Linked DNA regions of Zea mays: region 2 is linked to region 1. A link is a contact called in public Hi-C data. All regions are on one chromosome and are shown on one strand. Each heading gives the region's core, a stretch centred on a gene start, on an enhancer-like site or on the middle of the called end of the contact. The rest is flanking DNA. Distances are from core to core; before and after follow the strand shown.

What was found. A called contact is a pair of places that touch in the nucleus more often than the background predicts.
Region 2: a Hi-C map of ear shows a contact between it and region 1, with 2.2 times the contacts expected there. The contact joins the promoter of LOC100283225 here to the promoter of LOC100501140 in region 1. A contact is called at or near these places in 2 of 25 Hi-C or Micro-C datasets (ear and tassel).

Annotation. Positions count from the first base shown.
Region 1 is chr2:183,591,143-183,594,715 of Zm-B73-REFERENCE-NAM-5.0, reverse strand. LOC100501140 (AUGMIN subunit 5) reads left to right here and starts at 1,397. Exons shown (of 10, transcript NM_001195943.1): 1 at 1,397-1,976; 2 at 2,794-3,339. The coding sequence starts at 1,525.
Region 2 is chr2:183,877,890-183,881,185 of Zm-B73-REFERENCE-NAM-5.0, reverse strand. LOC100283225 reads right to left here and starts at 1,679. Exons shown (of 7, transcript NM_001156127.2): 1 at 1,384-1,679. The coding sequence starts at 1,459. LOC103647399 reads right to left here. Exons shown (of 4, transcript XM_008671942.2): 2 at 2,681-3,296; 3 at 2,365-2,607; 4 at 1,962-2,289. The coding sequence ends at 2,172.

The DNA of each region.
Region 1 (3,573 bases), core at 148-2,647:
CATATAATGCTACAGTAAACATTTGCTAACCGTGTATTAATTAGGCTTAATAAATTTATCTCATTGTTTAGTCTCCACCTATGTAATTAATTTTATAATTAGACTATTTAATACTCGTAATAACTTTTCAAACATGTCATGTGATACGTACTAAGGCCCTATTTGGAATGTTATTTCCTATGTTTTTCCTAAAAAATAAATAATTCCTGTATGATTTCTTTAGAATTTCTACATTTCAAAGGGGCCTAAACTTTAGTCCCCAGAACCAAACACCCTTTAACAATAATCTTGGAAAGAAGAGGGTAGATTTTGCCGATGGTGTGTATCACTAGAGAGTTAGGTATACTTAGAGGTGCCAATGCAGACCCGATACCCGTTAATCCATGTATAATTCCTCTATTAAGCTTAGAGTATGTGAAGATTTTAATCCCCATGGATATAAATTTAGGAGAAATTATTCACATATTGGATATGGTGGGTATGAGTATGGAAAAGCATAATCCAAACCAGATACGTATGGGTAAAATTTACGCAGTAAAATCACTGTGCAGCCCAATATACCATATGCCCAACAACTAATCCTACATCTCACAACTCTTTTAAGCACCCATCCACACAACCTAAACGATCAGCCACCAGCTGTCCTGCCCACCAGTCCACGTGTTACTTTTTTTATTGTTTTGAATGATTATAATGTTTTTTCTTAGATTTATTTGTGATGTATTGTTATTGGATGTAGTGTGTCCGTTAATGTCATATAAAATAATGTGATAATGTTTCTTTTGTCGAGGATAGAGACCCATTGAAGAGCCGACACCCGTAGAAAAATCTTCTAGATGCCATTGGATTTTATATTCGTCACTTATGTGTCATTGAATAATATTTAGGAGATATTTTTTTTATGTATGACATGTGGATCTAGTGACACATAATACCCTGTTTGGATGTAGATATTTAATAATGAAATTGGGAATTGGAATCATGAATTCTGAATTCCTGTTTTTGGCTTACTAAAGAATTCAGAGCTGAAATTAAAGCTCAATTCTTTGGAATTGTACTTGAACTAAAAAGTGTCTAATTCAGAGCCAAAACTCTAGGTATTGGATGGAATGGTAAGTCATATACATTCAAACAAAAATGATTTGAAACTCACTTCCAATACTAACAGATTTGATATTTGATCTAATTTAATTTTAATATCTTCAATATATCCAAATGAAAATGGATTAGTATAATTTCTGAATTGTCTAGAAAATAAAGAGAGGTGCCATGGTCCACTGACACACGGCAGCGACACTGACACTCACACAGGGCTCTCACCCGCAACGGCCGTCCTCGACCTCGACTGGCAAACAGCCGGCCAGCGCCGTTCAAGCGGACAGATCCAACGCAAACCCACAAGAAAGTTTCAAAAAAACATTCGCACTCCCTCCCTCTACCGCCACTAGCCACCCTCCCCTACCCCAATCCCCTCTCCCCAGATCGAGCGCCGCGTGGCTAGGGTTTGCGCGACCGCCGGCAGCGATGCCCGCGTCCTCCGTCTCGGGGGGTAGCGGCCCCGGAGGCGTCTCCCCGGATGCCATCATCGAGTGGCTGCAGGACGAGATGGGGTACCCCTCGGCCCCTCCTGCACCGGATCAGCTCCGCAAGATCTGCCGGGGCAACATGATCCCCGTCTGGTCCTTCCTGCTCCGCCGCGTCCGCTCCGAGCGAACCGTCGCCACCGCGCGCCGCAATATCCTCGTCCACGGCGTCGCGGCCCGGCGGGCGCGGGAGGGCGGAGCGATGGGGGCGGGCGCGGGTGACGCTGCGGCCAGGGAGGCCGAGGCGAGGGAGCGGGACCTCGCCGCTGAGGAGGCCGAGCGGTTGCGTGGGATCGTGAGGAGGCAGCGCAAGGAGCTTCGCGCGCGCATCGCGGAGGTCGCCAGGGAGGAGGCGGAGCGCAAGCGCGTCCTCGGTGAGCGCTCCAATGCCAGGTACCTGAAACTATAGCAGAATTGTGGGGTTCTTCTAGGCGATTTAATTGTTGCTACATCCTTGTATTCAGTTTTGGGGCTTACAAAATCTTCTCAGAAATGGCACAAAAGATGTAGGTGCTCCTGGCTGTAACTATTCCACTAATAAAAATAATGGTGCACGTTGTATTGATATGATTGCTTGGAAGCTGACATCATTGTTAATCCTAGTTTGATAGGAATATACTTTGCTGTGAACGGACTATACTTTTGTGTGAACAAAGGGGTTTTCAGATATATGAAATCCAGAAGATGGCACATAGTAAAACGCCATCTATACAATCTACTCAGTTTGATGTTCCTTCATTAGTAAAAAAACAAATACTATCTTTATATTCCTATTCCTATCAATTGTCTACATCTGGAATCAGTGTTTGTGCATATACCAACATCTGATGACAATCCCTTTGAAAGTTTTTAAGTGCTAATAAATTCATATTTCTATGTGTTTGTTGGCTTGTTGCATTAATAAGCCATGAAATTCTTAGTAGTAAGCCTGCTGACATATGAGAAGTCATACCCAACTCCTAGCATGTTAAAAGGCCGTTGAGCTCACACACAGAGGCAGTCGGCGTCAATGTTGGTGGTATAGTTGTTTTATGGTCAGCATTAACATGATCTATTTGAAAACAATAAGTGATACTGATACTGCATTTGTGTTTCTCCCGCCATCCTTTGCAATTTCACTTATTTCTTTATATAAATTGTGCCAAGTGGTGATGGTGTGCTTGTAGCAGATCTACAACAATTGACATTTTTTTTAAAAAATTAAAAATAGGCACAAGCAAGTTATGCTCCAAGCATATGAACAGCAATGCGATGAAGCGCACAAAATATTTGCTGAATACCAGCGCCGGCTACATCAGTTCGTTAACCAAGCAAGGGACGTGCGAAGATCAAGTATAGGCGTGGCTGGAGCTACAGGTGCTCTTGTGGATATGCAATTGCAGAGTGATAGAGATGATCTTTACCCATCGACTATCAAAAGCAATAGATTGCCAGAGGATCTTTTAGAAACTGCAGGTGAAAGGAGCATTCGGAAGGCATGTGAAACTCTTGCTGCGGATATGATTGAAACAATTCGAAGTTCATTCCCGGCATTTGAAGGGTGTGGCATTAATTCAAGTTGCCAATTAGATGCAGAAAAGCTGGGTATTGACTTGGTTGGTGAAATACCAACATATGTTAAACTTGTTGCATTGGATTCCCTAAAGAATCCATTCATGCTTCTGCAGTCAATCATTACCTACACATCACGCATGAAAACACTTATACATAGAGAAACTGACAAGATTGACATACGCGCTGATGCAGAACTACTGAGGTATTACATGCCTTGTCTTCAATTTTCTTATCACTGTATCTCATACATTAAGAAGAGTTCTGTGTATTTTTGGTTTTTGTCACACATAGTGCTGATTGTGCAGAAGAATTCTTCTTGATGGTCTAGTTATGTGCTCATGGGTGAGATCAGAGATCGTATTTATATACATAAATTTGTTAAGTTCTAGTTGGGAAATTAATATACTGTTTAGGCATTTAAATGTATATGTCACTT
Region 2 (3,296 bases), core at 430-2,929, 290 kb before region 1:
ATCAACCAAGGCACAATATAAAGAAAGTCAGTGTGTTTAGTGACCACCTCCTGCAAGTCAGTAATGGGAAAAGGCTTTGATATTTAAGTAAAAGCATAAAAGCATGCACAACACTCAATTACTGGAAATCAATTACATGTCTAAGTTCAACAATTCATGCTAACTTGTAGACAGCAGTTGTCGCCATTCAAGCATATCAAACCAAACTCACTGTAAACAACAATTTTGAATCTTGTTGATAAAAATATAAGAGATCACATAATCACATTTTTATATAAAGTTACAATAATGGTAAAATTCACATCTCTAAGCCATAAAATGTCAAAAATACTAAGGGTCTGTTTGGTTCGCGCCCTCCCTAGTTTGTCCTAGTTTGCCTAACTTTTTTTCCCTAAGGTTAGTTCTTTAATTTGGCCGACTAATCTAAGACAAATTATGGCGCAACTAGCCAAGAATCAAAATAAGCCCTAAACAGAAAAGAGCAGAGGGGTTATACATGTCAGTAACAAATAAATTCCTCCAAGTCTAGAAGCAGTTGAACTGGTTTTTTGTCTTTTGTTTGGGCAGTTGGTGCGGTGCACTCTTAAGATATTGTTTAGTCATAAATATTAGAGCATGTAAAACAACACCATGCTTTCTTTAAAAAGAAATTCTAATATATGTGAAACTTATATGTGAGCCTTATAGTTACTATGCATTTCACTCAGCCACTGTATACTAATAGACATATGGTCTATGGCGCCTACACTAACAGAATTGTGCTAGTTGACCCAAGAACAGACTATTCAAGGCTGGAACTCACACGTGGATTGCCCTTATATTAATCCACTACACACTTGACCTCAAATTGTAGTTGTAGGCAGATAAAACAAAAAAAATGTCTTGATCACCGCAATAACTTCATCCGTACTCAGCGTAGCGTGTGGCCGTGTAAAACACTGTAGACTGCACAGTTGAGTTTGGAGTAGGGGTGAGATAAGAAGAGGTGGAATGGGAAGGCTGTTTGAAGTAGGGAGTGAGATAAAGAGGTGAAATAGGGAGTAGCCTATGTAAAGCCTCTAATAACCAGAACCCTCCTCGACCACCTGCCCATCTGCCATCTGAACTCAGTCCAGCCAGCCCCCTGGAACAGCGAACTCTGCTACTCTAGCTTCGTCCAGCTCCCGGACACATCCCCGAAATCGCATGCGCGGAAGGCAACCGCCACGCAACCAAATAACAACGGCGCTTTCCGCCCCCGTATCAATTAGCATAATCCCCTGTTCATTCAGCCACGATATGTGACCGAAAACGAAAACCGAACAACAGAGCCGTGGCGGACCCCGACGAAACGTGGGGCAGACGGAAATTTGAGCTGGAACCCGAGGGGAAAGTAGCGCGCACCTTTGAAGGCCTTGTGGAGGTCGATGGCGTCCTGGCGTGGGTTGGGGGGCGCCGGCGGCAGGGTGAGGCTCGCCATCGCCGGCAGTCGCTGCGCGTGCGCGCTGCCCGCGGTTCGATTTGATTCGGCCGGCTCGGTGGAGGAGAAAATTGGATTTATGCCATTATCAAACTACGGATTCGCTCGAATGCCATTATGAGAACACGCTTCGTTATTACGCCATTTTCAAACACTGGATTACAGATAAAATGCCATTTAGGGGGTTATTTGATAAAGTATCAACTAATTGGACTATTTTACCCCTAAACTAAAACAGCTCCTCTCTGTTCTCTGTCTCTCGCGTTTTCTCCTCCTCTCTGTACCGCACCACACCAAACCAGGCTCCTCTCTGTTCTCTCAGCCATTATCTCCTCCTCTCATCCTCTCCCACGACAAGCACAAGGCAAGCTCCTGCACGCACCAGGCAAGCTCCAGCACGCACGCACCAGGGCAAGCTCCAGAAATTCAGAACTGAATGAACAGCGAGGGGCAGGGAAACATCAAAGTGAAAAAGTAGTCGATCTTAACTGAATGAACACAGTTTAAGAAATTCAGAACACAGTTTCCCATTCTTAACTGAATGAACACAGTTTCAGAAAGAACACAATTTATCTGATAGCATAACAAGGTTCAAAATAACTACGATATCCATCCAAATATAGTTCATCTGATAGCATAACAAGGTTCACTTCTAACACTAGCTTACTAAAATCTTAGATAACATAGAAATCAGCAGGTTATTACAATCTTGTCACATTTTCTTCAGCTTCCTTGGTGTGAGCTTCTTCACTAGCATCTTCTTAGGAGTTGTAGTCTTGGGAGGTGACTGGATATCAATCTGTCCATCTCCCAGTAGCATAGCAAGCCGACTGAAAAAAATAAAGACCAGTAATTTAATGAGACAACAATGACTTGATGCAACATAATCGTAATGATATGTTTACCTCCTAGTGACTCTGATTGGGCTGTCCTGTAAAATAGACTCCCTTGTTGGTGTAACCGGAAGAGAAACTTCGAGTTGGACATCAGCTTCAGTTTGGACAACACCATGATCTTGAACACTTTCAAGTTCGACATTAGCTTCACCTTGGACAGCACCTTGACCTTGGACACTTCGTTGAAGTCGAGTTTTGGGGATTTTGGCATTATCCCCATACTTTGTTCTATTCATGCGAGGCTTTCTCTTCCTACAAGTTGGACAGCACAGTTAGATACAAATATAACAGTGCACACGTTCAAATTAGACATTTCATCACTTACCTTTTCTTTGTTCCGTTCAATGGGCACTTGTAGCTAGTTTCACTGTGACCTAATTCTCCACATCTTTTGCACTTTCTTTTGCCTCTAATCATCTTCCTTTTCCCCTTCTCAGATTGGTTTGAACCCTCCATGTCAGCTTCTAGTACTGCATTCTTGTCAGCTTCCTTGCCTTTCTCTGTAGCTACTTTTTTCCCTTTGCTATTCCCACCTTCCAAACAACTCTTAATTCTTAGTTTCTTATACCTTCCTTTACCTCTCTTGTCAAGTGGTGCAGCAACCGCATAGGGCAGATCCACTGTTGGCCATTGAGACTTATCAGGTAGTGGTTCAATTATTCTCTTATATGCATTTTTGAACCTTTGTACAGAGTAGAATTCATGCACAAAATCTTCCAATTCGACATCCACACTCTCCTGTGCTGTAATCAAAGCCAATGCATGTGGACAAGGTTTGCCGGTGTGCTGCCACTCTAGGCATGTACACTCATGCAAGTATGACTTCACTACATGTCTGTTGTGAGTGTTTGTGTTGTCCTCAACCTGTGCAGAGAAAAAACCAGCCTTTGTCACTGATAGATGCCCTAGGCCTCTGGTCCTTGCCTTCAATTGTTGTAAAA